Regions from separate parts of the Gasterosteus aculeatus genome. Here all the other regions are linked to region 2. The links are chromatin contacts, called in public Hi-C maps. All regions are on one chromosome and are shown on one strand. Each heading gives the region's core, a stretch centred on a gene start, on an enhancer-like site or on the middle of the called end of the contact. The rest is flanking DNA. Distances are from core to core; before and after follow the strand shown.

Region 1 (4,482 bases), core at 184-2,683, 110 kb after region 2:
TCCAAGAGCTCCGGCTTAACTCTGACAGGGACAGAAACACGACTGTCGACTGTAACCCCCCCCCTACACACCACCACCATCCCCCACGACCCCTCACTTCTGCTCCGTGGGACGCCTGCCTCTCTGTGCGAATCCGATCAGTGTATCGGCGTACATTTCTGTACATGGTTGTCTGTCAGGACACTAACTGGACAGAGAACATGCGCCACTGCAGGACGCAGTATGAGGTCAAAGGTCACCTTGTAGCACACTGATAACTGTCAGATTCAGCGGATGCTGACCTCGTGCCACACATACACACAGAAGATCGACAGAACCAAAGAGCTCTACCTAAAGCGTTAATAGATCACTAATCTCCGGCTGCTTAGTCGTGACCTGCGATATTAACATCATTCTTGGCCTGAGGCGATTTGTTTTGAACCCTTTTGAACATATTTTATGAGCCAGACCGGTTGAGCACAGCGGTATTTGCCGTTACGCCAGCGGACCCAACGTCTTGCAGTTGGCGATGCGTTGGTTCTGTCCGTGTATTGTTCGAGATGTTGGATAAGCTTCTTAACTGTCCTCAGGAGACACGTTGATCCGAGCAGAAGCAGCACACATCACACCTGCCGTGACGGGAGTCCTCAGCCATCGTGTTCTGCGTGCACTAAAGGGAAGGCGTGAAAGGACAAATGACAGGGGTCACGTCGTTGCTTTGCACTCTTAATTACCCCCTTTGTCTTTGGAAACTGGAAACAGTTTTTTAATCCTTTGTTTTTGTCTCTCCAGGGATTAATTTACTAATCCGGCTATTAAGTATATTAAATTAAATTGGCTGTTGATAACATTGTATTAAATCAATCTGTGGGCTCTAATAAAGTAGGTAACGTAGATTTATTTGTGCATTTTACACATTGAATGAACAACAATCAGTGGTTACAACCTGCACATGTCAGACATTTATAAACCACACAGAACTTTATTTACAATCTAGGGGCGATCGGCTGCATCTTGGGAAACTTTGTTTTTAACAACAACAATGCATGTAAACATGTTACCATTTTATGGAATGTCAATATATGTCAACAGGGTGAATTCATAAAACAGTAATTCAGCTGATCTGGAATCGGTCATTAGCTGCGTCCCTGGTTCCCTCCGTGGTGCGACACGCGCGCAACCACCACCGCGCGCCACCATTCAACACACACACACACGCACACACACGCACGAGCGTGCGTGCGTCACGAAATGCTGATTTCGACGACATCGCGGCGGCAAAAAGAAAAAGGCGACTTCTTCTGCTTGGAAACTGCGGGCGATCCTATAAATAGTCCCGCATCGCTCTCTCGGCTGGCAGCTCCGCAGTCACGACTGCCCCCAGATCAGTGCAGGAACGAGGCTGAAGGCTCCCCGGGTGTACTGCAGCTGCTGCTCCCCCCCCCTCCTCCCCTCTCTCCCTCTCTCTGCAGTCACGGGACGGCGCTGCGTCAGAGCTTTACGCGCTGCGCCGATCATCACCACCATATACGGCGATCCTTTGCGCTGCCAGCGCGGCCTGACGTCACACACCGATGACGACACACGCAGGTTATACGTCCATGCTGGCGTTGTGTTACTATGCCGCGTGAGGGAGGGATGATGCATTTAGCTCCGGTCCTGCCCGCCCCCTCCCTCCCTTTACCCCCCATCGTGGCTCCAGTGGTGATCGCTTTTCATTATCCCACTCAGGGGTCATGTTGTGTTTTATAACGGTATTATGTATGGCTCTAGGTGGGAGAATTAACCATGTGCACACACACACACACACACACACACACACACACATGCTAATGGGAAGCCTAGCTGGCAGATGTTGATGCATTGTGAGCTGCTGTGCAAGTCCTCTCTTATGCATGTTTCCTGCAGAAGATTCCACCTCGATCACACGGATAAATATTCATGTTTGCGACAAAACGTTTGTATTTCTCCGCGGCATTGAATCACCTTTTCGGTAATAAACACAACGTAGTCAACCTTATTTTTCCAGGCATGTTTGTTTAGGCACAACCTTCATGCAAAATCAAAAACATTGGAAATATATAATCTATTTTCCTTGAAATTTGCTGAAGAGACACAATGGGGGGGGGGGGGATACCTGTTTTTGGGGAAATCCATTTTGCACACCACACCGCTCCTTCACACGGCTGTCAGTCAGAGGCCTGCTGGGCCGTAAACCCTCACGGTTGAAAAGAGCGCGAAACTTTTCCAAACAGATTCTCCTGGCAGCGGAACGGAGGGCAGTGAGAGTTCAACAAACACGGCGTCCGATGTACACGGATGTGTGGCTAACCTCGGAGCCGCGCCGGGGGGGGGGTTTTGGGAACATATACTGCAATGGCTGTATTAATGCATATGTTGCGCCAGTCAGTCCAGAGCCCACAGCATCTCCCCGGTGTCCATTCATCCGTCCATTCATCCATCCATCCATCCAACCATCCATCCCCCGTTTGGTCCGCAGTTCTTCCCCCCTGCTGAACACGACCCGAGCTAAGCCCCCGCCTCCCCTTCCTGCGCCTTCCCAGAACTTCCTTGAGGCCGACGGGTCCTTCTCCATAGTTGCTCCCAGTCGGCCGCCTGCAGGTCGCTCCATTGAGCATGTGCTAATATTACTAAAAGAAGCAAATCCCTCTCCAAAGGAAATACATATGGAACCAAGTCAACGCTGCTTATCGTTGCCATATCATACATATGTATGACTTTTATTTTTTCAAATTTTGGGGTGCTAAAATGTTATTTTGTTCTTTCCAGATAAACTAAGCACATTTGACATATTTATGACGGAATTTATCAAAAAACACGCAAACAATAAAACTACTCAACTCTCCCTTTAAAATAAACTGCAACAATAAAAACACAGACACCAAAGTAATTCAGTGGGAAAATACAATATATTTACTTCTATCTGCAAATAAGCAAATGCACATCTCCACATTATTACTTCAGTAAAACTGAATAAAAATACATTTTCTTGTATTGATCCGCAGTATCGACCGACTCCAACATTGAACGTTAACTGAGTAAGATGTTGCTTCTTGTTACGCTAAAAAAAGTCTCAAAATAACATTTTATCGTGAGCAAGCTTTAACTACAAAACACCTGAGAGCAACGATGCAGCGACACGGTTCGACATTGTCCTTTAGTTTCATTGGCTTTACAGACTTGGACTGTTGACCCAGTGAGATGCTCCAGTTGACGTTGTTTGTTGGATGAAAGTTCAGCCATCGTACTTTAAGTGGAATTTTTGTTATTTCTGTCGATCTGCTACTTTTCCGCGTAACAGCTATTTTTACTCGCACGGTGATGTTTAGTGAACAGGAACCGTTTTGTGAACTTTGCGTCTTCTAGAAACTGTAGCGCACATTAAAAACACTTAAAGGGATAATGTTTTAAAGTAGGGTCACGTCAGTTACTTATCGTATTGTATTAGCAACGGTAGCTAACAGACCAGAACGGAGGCCCGGCTCTGCACTCTGATTTTCTTTATAAATGTATCATCGTAACTTTAGTCGAATCCCCGATTGAGAACATTTTCACTGCTTTATCTTCCCTTCACACCGCTCTATGCGGGGGGACGGGGACGCTTCCCACAACACCAGACTCCATTGACAAAAACGGTCCTTTTACCTTCTCTTTGTAAGCAGACTATGGGGTGTTCAGGATCAAAGGGTGGCCAGGAAGAAGCAGTGCAGACGGGAAGAAGAGGAGACCGGCATGCTCGAATAAAAGCTGCGCTCTGGATAAACCGAGGAGAAGCCGACGCCGGACCGCGGCGGCAAAGCACAGGCAGGGAGCGACCTGAAGCAACCTGCTGCCTCTTTAGCTGACTACACACGTCTTTGAATCTGACTGGGCTGCACTTGCACCTGCAGGAGGAAAGAAAGAAAAAAGAACAGAAAGGAAGGCAAAACGGTTAAAAATGCATTTAATTGTTGTTCTTTTTTTACACCTCTATGTTTGTATTTGCAAATTTAGGCCCTGTGGAACTGAGACCCCCCCCTACCTTGTCTGGCCCCTGCAGCAACCTCCTCCTTGGCTTTCTTCGCTTCCTCGATGGCGGCCATTTTGGCCTCGTGCACCTCCTTCAGGGCGTTCCACTCCTTCCTGTTGTTCATCAGGCGGTCCAGCATGGGGGTGATCTCCACGTGGAAACGACTGAACTCCTGCCGACCAATCAAATCACGCCCCAATTTAACACAACCGGACATTTATCAGATGTCGCGGGAAATATAACACAAATCAAATTTTTATGTTGATCCAGGAGCCGCTAAATGAGAGATGACATGCTACACAAAGTTACACGGCCAACAACGTCCACATCGTCTGAAGGACATCGACTGCTTGACTCTGCAGGGAATGCGATGTGGCGTCTGACCTTGTACACAAAGGCGCAGACGAAGTCGATGAAGCCGCACTGCATCTTTGGCAGTTCATCTGCTTTGGTTCTGTCCATCATGGGCTGAA
Region 2 (4,790 bases), core at 1,290-3,789:
CCTGCTCAGTTTCCTGATGTCGCTTCACATCACCATTACACACATTTGGAAGTTATGTATAATACCCAGCACCAATAAATACATCCGTTTTTTTATTGCAAGTTAACAACCACTCAGAGATTTAATTTGATTGTTGCTAAAACCTGAAGCGTGTCCCAAGGTGATCCTTGGAAAGATCTCGCTCCCTGCTCGCCTGTGAGGATATCAGGCCGCCTCAGGGAGCTTGTTAGTGTTCTGCATGTTTGAAGGTATAATAACACACCTAGAATAAAAAACAGGAACACTTTTTCACCCTTGTGACACATCATTAAAAAAACTGGAAAAGTACCAAAACCTCACTATCACATTGATTTGTTTTGAAGATACCTGGTTTTCACAGGATGTTGAAGGTTATTTTTTGCTTGATAAGTGACTTCCGTTATTAATCAATCATTACTATTGCTGTTACTACTACTACTAAAACTGGACCAAATACTAGCTCAATTTTCAAAATAAACATAAAAAATATATATATTTTGGTGGTGCCCCCTGGTACCGGTCAGGTGAGGTAACCTGGGTAACAAGGTCAGGTGTGATTACGTGGAGTAACCAAAGACGAAGCGAGGTAACCTGAGGTTTTGCGGGGTAACGTGAGGTTAGCGCTGTTAGCAGCGTTAGCTATGAGACACTACATAAACTTAACAAAACCCTTTTTAGATATCCATCTATTTTCCTCGCAAAAACACCTCGCTGGTTTGAATCCCGGGTGGATGTATCCATGCACCGACGCTTACGAGACATCTTCATTTGTTTCCACCGACGACCGTGGTGCCCTTTGGCAAGGCACAGCAACCGGCCGACTCCTGCAGACTGGACGGTGCTGTTGGAGTAAACGTCTCTGCGGCGAGAGCCGGTTGAATTCCCCAGCGAGCAGCTGTCACCACGTCACCCGCTAATGGAAAACAACACAGTGTTTACCTCGCCGTCTCCAACCCTTCATCTCCTTCCCGAGATGGATACAAAGGTTCAACTCCACTGCCTTTTAAAAAAAATGTATTTCTCACCTCAGTGTGTACAATAAAACGACTCTTAAACACTCACCCGCCCCCTATTTTCTCTAAGCCGCCTTGTGGTCGTTTTGTTTTCTCCGGATGCGAGTGGAACCTTATTTCATCTGTGCAGAAATGAACTCACAACAGACCAGGGGGGGCCTGCGCGCACAGACACACACTGCTGTGTGCTGGGAGGCTTAGTTTCTCTGTTTCTGGGAGAGTTCAGCAGCGCTCACCTGCTGTGTGCATGTAAAGCAGCAAATGTTTCTTAATGGGAGAAGTCCTGTATGTGTTTGGGTGCATCACCTTTGGTTCACTTCTTCCTGTCAGACGTTATCTGAGTTAATTGGTAAAGGGACGAGTCTTGAAATGCTAAATGGGCAAAGCGAGACAAAGAACTGTCAGTATCGATTCCCACTGACGGAGAGGAAAAACTCTGACGTGTATTAAGTATTAATGACGTGAAAACACAAACGGGAGGGATGAAACCGACGCGCAGGAGTTGAGATACACAATGATACACAATGATTGTGGCGTCAGTTCTCAGAGGTTGTGTGTCTGTCAGACGCTCTTCCTCTTCAGTAGAAGCCTCAGCAGAAGCTGGAAAGGGACTTTTGCTTCAACCAGTTAGAACTTTCCAAAAGAACAGAAGAACCTTTTTGGTTTTGGTTTGTAGTCTGAGACGTGATGTGTCGGGTTTTGTCCTTTGTTGGATAAAATATGTCAAAAACACACGGTGGGATTCCGAACGAAAACCGTTAATGTCTTTTCTCGATGTATGAATGTTAATTTAGATTCCTGTTGAAGACATTTTTCTTTTACGTCCGTAAGATGTCCGCAGGGTTCGTTGATGTCGTCTCTCAGCTCTCGCGCCGTCCTCGAGTCTCGAGTTGCTAACTGAAGGCTACATCCAAAACTCACATTCAAACTATTCTTCATCTGGCGTGACCAACTGAATTTGTGTTTAACGGCCCCGTCTTCCGTGCATGTGCCCCTCGCCGCTAGCCAGCCGCTAGCTAGCCGCTAACTAGCCGCAGCGTCCCTCCGCTGCCTCTGAGGCCCGTGGAAGCCGTGCGGATGAGTTCTTGTGCCGCGCGTCTCCGAGGGGGAACATCAGCCGGCTTCGGCGTGCACTGGAGTGTGAAACGGAGAAGGGGTTTAGGGCCTTTCAGAGTGGCACTTAGTGAACAAACGCTGCCCCCCGCTGTTTGTGTTTGAAGCACGTAAAGGCGCGCTGCCAGGACGGCCGCTTTGTGTGTAAAAATGGTCAAGCATGAATATCTTATGGCAGTCGATGTACATTTTGAATCCCCCTCTGTTGACTTCCATGACCTGTGTGTGTGTGTGTGTGTGTGTGTTTGTGCGTGTGTGTTTGTGCGTGTGTGTGAGTGCAGTGCTCATTAATGCTTACGTCAGCCATCTTTTTCTGTCGGCTGCATTTTAATGGAGCAGGACTCCTCCAGGCACCCGATACCCTCTGAATGACTACATGTATGAGTGTGTCTCTGTGTGTGCGCTAGCGTATGCCTTCCAGCGCGCGTGTGGGAGGATGCGCACTGTGTGTGTCTGTGTGTGTAACAGTGAACAGATCTCGGGCTATAAATATCGTGTCCGTTAGCTGATGCTGAGCTATAAATAGACGCATTTGGACCCGGTGCCTGGGGGGGGGCAGCAGGAGAACTGCATCCAGGTGTGACGTCAGAAGAACCACAGTTTGCTTTGTCTCGTTCTATTTGTGTTCCCGGTAATACGTTGGAGCTGCTGGTGTTTGTTTGTGTGCTTCGGGGAAGGCTTCACCTGAAAAGAAGTATATTCCTCTTATTCCTCTTATGCTTCATAGTTTGAAGTTGAAAATATCTGCTGAATAAAATGTCTGCATGAGGTGATCTTCAACATTTTTGCTGTTTTACTGTGTGTTTTTAAGGACTGTGGTTTGTTTCAAACCTCACGTCTTAAACTCAAACTACTACTATTTTTTGGAAGGTGAGGATATATTATTTAAGTGAGGATACTCCTCACTTAAAGAGCTTTGAAGTTTACCGAGAGAGAAGTAGAGTAATTTTTTCATAGACTTCTATTAGACCAGAGGAGTCGCCCCCTGGTGGTCACTAGTGAGAATGCATTGGCTTCAGCGGCCGTCCGGCTGTGAGCGACTGGCCTTCATCAATGCTCAGGTCAGGATTACGTGTATTTAGTGAAGGTGGTTGAGGTTCGAGTAGCGAATGCATCATGACGTTGACTGTCGCCAAACTGTTCATGTTGCTCATGGCAGCCTCGGTGTGAGAGGAGGCCATCTGCGCCGCCACATGCAAGAAGCCTGTCTGTGTGTGTGTGTGTAGCTGAATTATAATGGAAAGAGAAAAAAACAAGAGCGACTACACACATACACACACACTCTGCATTGGCTGCAGAAAAATCCGACGCAACATCTGCACACGTGAGGGAGATGTGTAAAGAGTGTGTGTGTGTTTTGAGGTGACAGCTGATGTCTGAAATTTGGAGCGGCCAAAGTCAAACCCACATGAGGAAATGTAGAGGGCTGATCTGAACACACACACACACAGACAGACAGACACACACACACACACTCACTGATATCCTTCCCTTCACATCTGTCTCACCAGGAATTGAAGCTGCCGCCTGCACGACTTTATCATTAATAAATTATCCGAGTACCAGCTCACCTTTCAGGATAAATCGTATTCAGAGTTTTACACGGTGACGTTTTGGAGGATGTTTGTATTTTTCGCTGCAGAGATAATGAAAACTAGGGAACTTGTCTCTTTTTCAAAGAATCATCCAAACGAGCAAAGAGTGCTAACCCTCTCCGCCCTCCACTCCCCTCTCAGTTCAATATTAAGACAAAACAACGTTGTGCACAGTCCTCTAAACCAGCAGTGACTCAGTTTAAACTCATTACACACACACACACACACACACACACACACACACACACACTGCAGATTGACTTGGTTAGCAGCTTTCTGAGTCACTTGTTCATTAAATTTCCACGGCTCCTTTCAGGATTCCTCACTTTGCCCTTTTCTTTTCTCCCAGCAGACGTCTTTACCGTGAAGCGGGAAGCCTGCCGGTGTGGTTAACGACAATAACGACGGCTCTCCTCCTCATTGGTTCAGATGTTTCTCCAATGGCATAAGAACCCTGTCGTCCTCATGTTTGGAACACGACCTGCGCCACGTTGTCATTGCAACACAACAGCTAACACGCTAACAAGCTAACATGCTAACTTGCCGGGCCGTTGTGAGCATGTTTGGCCGGCAAGCGGCGAACAGTTGTTCCTTTGGCCGGTGGTCCTTTTCAGCGTCAATGAATGAATGTGTTTACTCAAAAAAAAGCAGCTGTTCACGGCCGGTTTTTAACCGCTGGCCAGATGCGAGAGATAAACAGCTGTTCAGCTGGCCGGTGTCCTTTTCAGCGTCAACGAATGAATGTGTTTACTCAAAAAGAAATACTTTGATGTACCGGGATACCGTACAGAATACCGTGATGTGAATACGGCCCAGCTCTACTCTGACGTGTCAATCAACTAAAAGTGACGTTAGCTGCTTGGACAAAATCACAACGGCAGCGTAATGGCAGCAGCCACGTAAGCAACGGCTTTAATTTACCGTTCACAGAAGTTTGATTTGGTGATTTTGTATTTGCAGTCACCGGTTACCTCCGTATCAACAGACTTCACAACTGTTTGTTAAGCCTCTACATTGTGGAGACATTAGTCCACTGCAGCCGCCGTGCGTC
Region 3 (4,312 bases), core at 451-2,950, 97 kb after region 2:
TTCTAGATCGGTGGAAGCAACCTTGCCGTCCCGCCCCGGCACTGTGTGTGACCTCCCCCCTCCTCCCTCTCTCCCCCCCATCGGCTTGTGCTTTCTGAAATAGTGTTACAGTGCAGCAGAAAAGGCCTCGACTCCCCCCGGACGCGGAGCGCTGCGTCAAACCGCTCGTTGCCTCATTCCTCCTGACAGCTGGCAAGATAGACCGCTCTTCCCCAAGTTCCCCCTCACTCACTCACGTCTCTATTTTCCTGCACGCAACCACATACTACTACTACTATTACTACTACTATGGCTGTCAGTCTGCGGCTGCTCCCTGTGAAGTGGTTCTGTGGAGCGCGGCGTGCGGCGTTCGGCGTTCGGCGCCTCCAGGCAGGCAGTTTGGGACGAGTCGCACCTCCGATTGCTTTTTTTTCCGAGCTCCCGGAGATCGTCGTCACGTGAACCACTGATGAGAAGTACTGCTGTTTTTTTTTCAAAGCACCAGAAAGAAAAGTCACATTTTAACTTTTGCCTCTTCTTTTTTTTTTTTTTTTAGTTTGAGACATTCTCATTTTTACTCATGATGCGTCATGAGCTGTCACACTGTATTTATTACTCCCTCCACTTAGCCGCAACCCAGCTGTTCACTATTTAAATAGATGTTTCAAAGATTGTTATTGTCATTTACACACGCCCTGTGTATTGAAATTCTTGTGCTTGCCTTTCCGGAAAGCCGACCAATTTTAAAATTAAAATAAAAATACAATATTTAAAAAAATTTAAAAATGAGGTACGGATGAGGCAGAAATTAGGTGAGGAGGAAAAGTGCAAAACTGAGCAGGTTGTAAAAGAAAAAACTTAAATTAAATGAAATGAGTGCAATATAAATGAACAGTACAGTAACAGTGAGTGAAATCCTAACAAGCTAAAGTGCAGAGCAGTGTGGAGGTTATAGAGTCCTCTCAGCTGTTGATGGCTCTAATGGCAGTGTTTGGCCTCCTTCAAGTACATATATTTATATCAGCGCTGTTTTTCTTCTTCTTCTTTCTAAATACATTCACCTCCAGCGTGTCAGAGGTTCCAACAGGGAGCAGAACTCTTCCATCGAATGTGAATGTGCATCATGGCTTTTTCATTGTGTTTATATCAGTGGCAACAAACAGCAACCTGACATTCACATCCACTTACACAGAAAAGCCTTGTGTAACAACATCAGGGTGCTTACTCTACCGACGCTGCCAGATGTGTGTGTGTGTGTGCGTGTGTGTTTTTGTGTGTGTGTGTGTTTGTGCTCCATCCCTTATTTCCATCGGTGGAGTGGTTCACTGTCACATGACTGCTGTCACTCATGTGCTCGGTCATGAGTGTATCGCTGCCCTCTATTGGTGAGAGAGGAAACTGTTTGTGTTTGTGTGTGTGTGTCTTGTGTATTTGTGTTTGCGTGTACAAGCTAATCTGTTTGACATTTTAAGAGCTTGATTGGATTCATGTAAAAAAATACATTGTTTGTACATTTTTTGTGACCCATCACAATTTTTATTCCATATTCGAACATTAATTGAGTTCAAATTAGAATTTGAACCAGATTAATTCTACCACACAACACCACTACACTACACTACTTCTCTGCAAATACCTCGGCCTTTTCTCTGTGTATGTGTGTCATATCCCCTGTAGGTGTGTGTGTGTGCGTGTGTGTGTGTGTGTGCCACCACAGAACAAGGCCTGCATTGATGCCGCCAGTGCAGCTCTGGAAGGCGTCCAGAGTGGAGTAGAGTGTTTGAGGGGCCTGAAGCAGGCGGGTGGAGGGGTGGTGGTGGTGGTGGTGGGGCGGAGGGTGGGGGCTCTTTCAGTGTTTCACACAGACACAAACCTTCAGTCTCCTCTTCATTCTCCTCAATGGGACTCTCAGAGGAGCATCGCCGGGCGCTCTGAGCCAAGTTGGCATCGGCCATTTGACCCAGAGAGTTTTTCCGCAATTACTGTCGCACTCGTTGAAGCGTTACGAATAAACTAGAATCCCCGGAGAATCATCTGTAGACAAACAACTGACGTAAACCATGAACCTCCTGCACGACTTTCATAGAGTCACATTATTATACGTCTCATCGGATTGATTCAAGGGTTTCCTCTTTAGTGTCTCAATCATAAATGTAAACGTATGCATGGATACTGGTTTTAAGAGGAGTCTCAGAGATACTTTATGAAGCCCTTAAATGAAGAGGAACCAGAGGAGTGTAGGCACGCTTGATATATACAATATTTAAAGAGGTTCAGGTGCCGTCATTGAGCCCCTTTTTGCATAACAAGGCGGCTGGATAATGTTTGTAGCGTGCTTACATGTGCCGTCAGTCATTTTCTGAAAGCCAATAATCACACAACGTATCGTTAAACATACTAAAACAGAACCATTACTTATTTATGTACAGTAAATGAACGAGAGTTCAGAGATTGTGCTGAAGATGTGGAGCTAACGTTAGCACAGTGCGTTAGCACAGTGCGTTAGCACATAACTAACTAGCGTGCTAATGATTGTAACAGTAGATAAAGGGTCCAATTGTCTCCTGTTTTTCTTCTGCTGAGTCGGTTCTGACTGTCTGGACCTTTTTATTCTACATTTAATGCATTTAGTGACAGTGTGGCTCCATTGAGGCTCTACCAGCTTGACTAACTAGCAACAAATGATCCGGTACTTCTCATCCGAACATAAATTAAGGGATGAATTTATCATTGAGATTGTCCCTCACTTCCACCCTGGCAGCCGTATCACATGAAACAGCTGTATAAATTCCCAGCAGGGATGGACTTGTAGCCCCCGAGGTGACCACAGGGCCCTCTGGGCTTCCTGTGCCGCGAATCATTCGATTCAATCCTCAATTCCCGTCACATCTGTACTTTCTACACCGTCCTCTTCTGTAGCAAGCTGCTCTGCTTAGTGGGGGGATTTTCTCCCTAGGCTGATTCATATCAGCTGATAGCCCTGTCATGAAGCCAGGCACTGGAATAAATAGATGAATAGACAGATGAAAAAAGCAATGAGCGGACAGCAGGGGGGGCGGGGGGCAGTTGTGTTAATAACAATTTGAAAGGTAATACCCGGGAAAGATGACAGACAGCTGTGGGGGGGGGGGGGGGGGGTGGACGGAGAGAAGGACTAGTAGACGAGGATCGGGTGGGAAAGGGGAAGGCGAGAAAAAAACAAAACAGAAAAAGGAAACGGGATGAGGATTCAAGGAGAGGAGGCGAGGATGAAGGACAAGTGTCCGAGAAAATTGTGAAGCAAAGGAGGGTGGAGGAGGGTGTTGGTTCCTAATGAGGAGGCCACGCAGGGAGTGGCCGCTAACTGAGGAGCAGAAGTCGTATTCCATGATATCGCAGAGAGGGGAGAGAGGCGGGATCCGGCTGCTCTAAGGAAACGGGAAGGAGCCGCGTGGCTGTCAGCGTTGGCGAAGTGATAAATGTACAGTATCTTGACCTCGTGGCCTCCTCTGCCTTTATTCCCTTGTACAAACATCCATCCTGCAGGGAGTTAACAGCTGACGGAATATAGATTAGAAATTGAAATGAGCTTGGATGACCCCCCCCCCCCCCCCCCCCCCACCCCTCTTTCTATCCATGTGGTCACATAAAGACATTATTACATTTCCCACACACAGAATAAAACTGATCTCTCCCGTCCTCCTTCCTCCCCCAGCTGATGAAACTCCTGCTGACTCCTCCCAACGTGCCCGCCGCCGCCGACGCCCACAAGGACAGAGTCCACGGCCATCGCTACAGCAACAGAAGCCTGCACCTGCGGCCCTCCAGACCCCCGGTCAAGGTGAGGCGCGGGTGGCTGCTGTCAGCGGTTATTGCACGTAGAGAAGAAGTCAGCATTCGATTAAGCTGGATGAATTGCAGTAAGCGGCGATTTTCGCTGTTGTCTCTCGCGCGTTTAGTGAAAACATGCCGAGTGTCGCTGTGCACAGACGGATGGTTGGCGGTAAACTGTGGCAGATTAGAAAACGCTTACATGGTTCATAAAAGGCAAATGGGTCTTTGATGTTTGCTGGATGAGCTGGAGCTTGTTTTTTAGTTTTCCTTCTCAGTGTGTGTGTGTGTGCGTGTGTGTGGCGATCTTGTGAGATGTGCATCGTCGACATCAATCCCACATGAAGTCGTTTCATTAGGCTCCAGTAATGGTGCCACGGTTTAATCATTCATTATTAGTTCAGTGGCTTCGCCGTGAGCCGTCAGTGTTGGACCGAGCTCACAGGTCGTAGGTTAACATGAAATCGTTCAAGGCAAAAGAACCGTCTTCCAAAATCCAAAAAAATGAGAGATTTCATTTTAC

What was found. A called contact is a pair of places that touch in the nucleus more often than the background predicts.
Region 1: a contact with region 2 is called in a Hi-C map of skeletal muscle, with 5 times the contacts expected there. The contact joins two enhancer-like sites. A contact is called at or near these places in 4 of 6 Hi-C or Micro-C datasets (liver, skeletal muscle and whole body).
Region 3: a Hi-C map of tail fin shows a contact between it and region 2, with 3 times the contacts expected there. The contact joins two enhancer-like sites. A contact is called at or near these places in 2 of 6 Hi-C or Micro-C datasets (skeletal muscle and tail fin).

Annotation. Positions count from the first base shown.
Region 1 is chr4:4,233,173-4,237,654 of fGasAcu3.hap1.1, forward strand. It overlaps pde6a (phosphodiesterase 6A, cGMP-specific, rod, alpha), which reads right to left. Exons shown (of 24, transcript XM_040175242.2): 22 at 4,394-4,477; 23 at 4,022-4,181; 24 at 2,891-3,884. The coding sequence ends at 3,838. Among protein-coding and RNA genes, the nearest start is that of pde6a, 18 kb to the right of the region's middle. Within about 2 kb of position 1,434, at least 7 of the 9 cell types and tissues checked have open chromatin away from gene starts, as enhancers often do.
Region 2 is chr4:4,117,197-4,121,986 of fGasAcu3.hap1.1, forward strand. arhgef37 (Rho guanine nucleotide exchange factor (GEF) 37) reads left to right here. Exons shown (of 16, transcript XM_078101962.1): 16 at 1-4. Among protein-coding and RNA genes, the nearest start is that of arhgef37, 20 kb to the left of the region's middle. Within about 2 kb of position 2,540, at least 4 of the 9 cell types and tissues checked have open chromatin away from gene starts, as enhancers often do.
Region 3 is chr4:4,214,786-4,219,097 of fGasAcu3.hap1.1, forward strand. ppargc1b (peroxisome proliferator-activated receptor gamma, coactivator 1 beta) reads left to right here. Exons shown (of 12, transcript XM_078101968.1): 4 at 3,674-3,799. Among protein-coding and RNA genes, the nearest start is that of pde6a, 36 kb to the right of the region's middle. Within about 2 kb of position 1,701, at least 3 of the 9 cell types and tissues checked have open chromatin away from gene starts, as enhancers often do.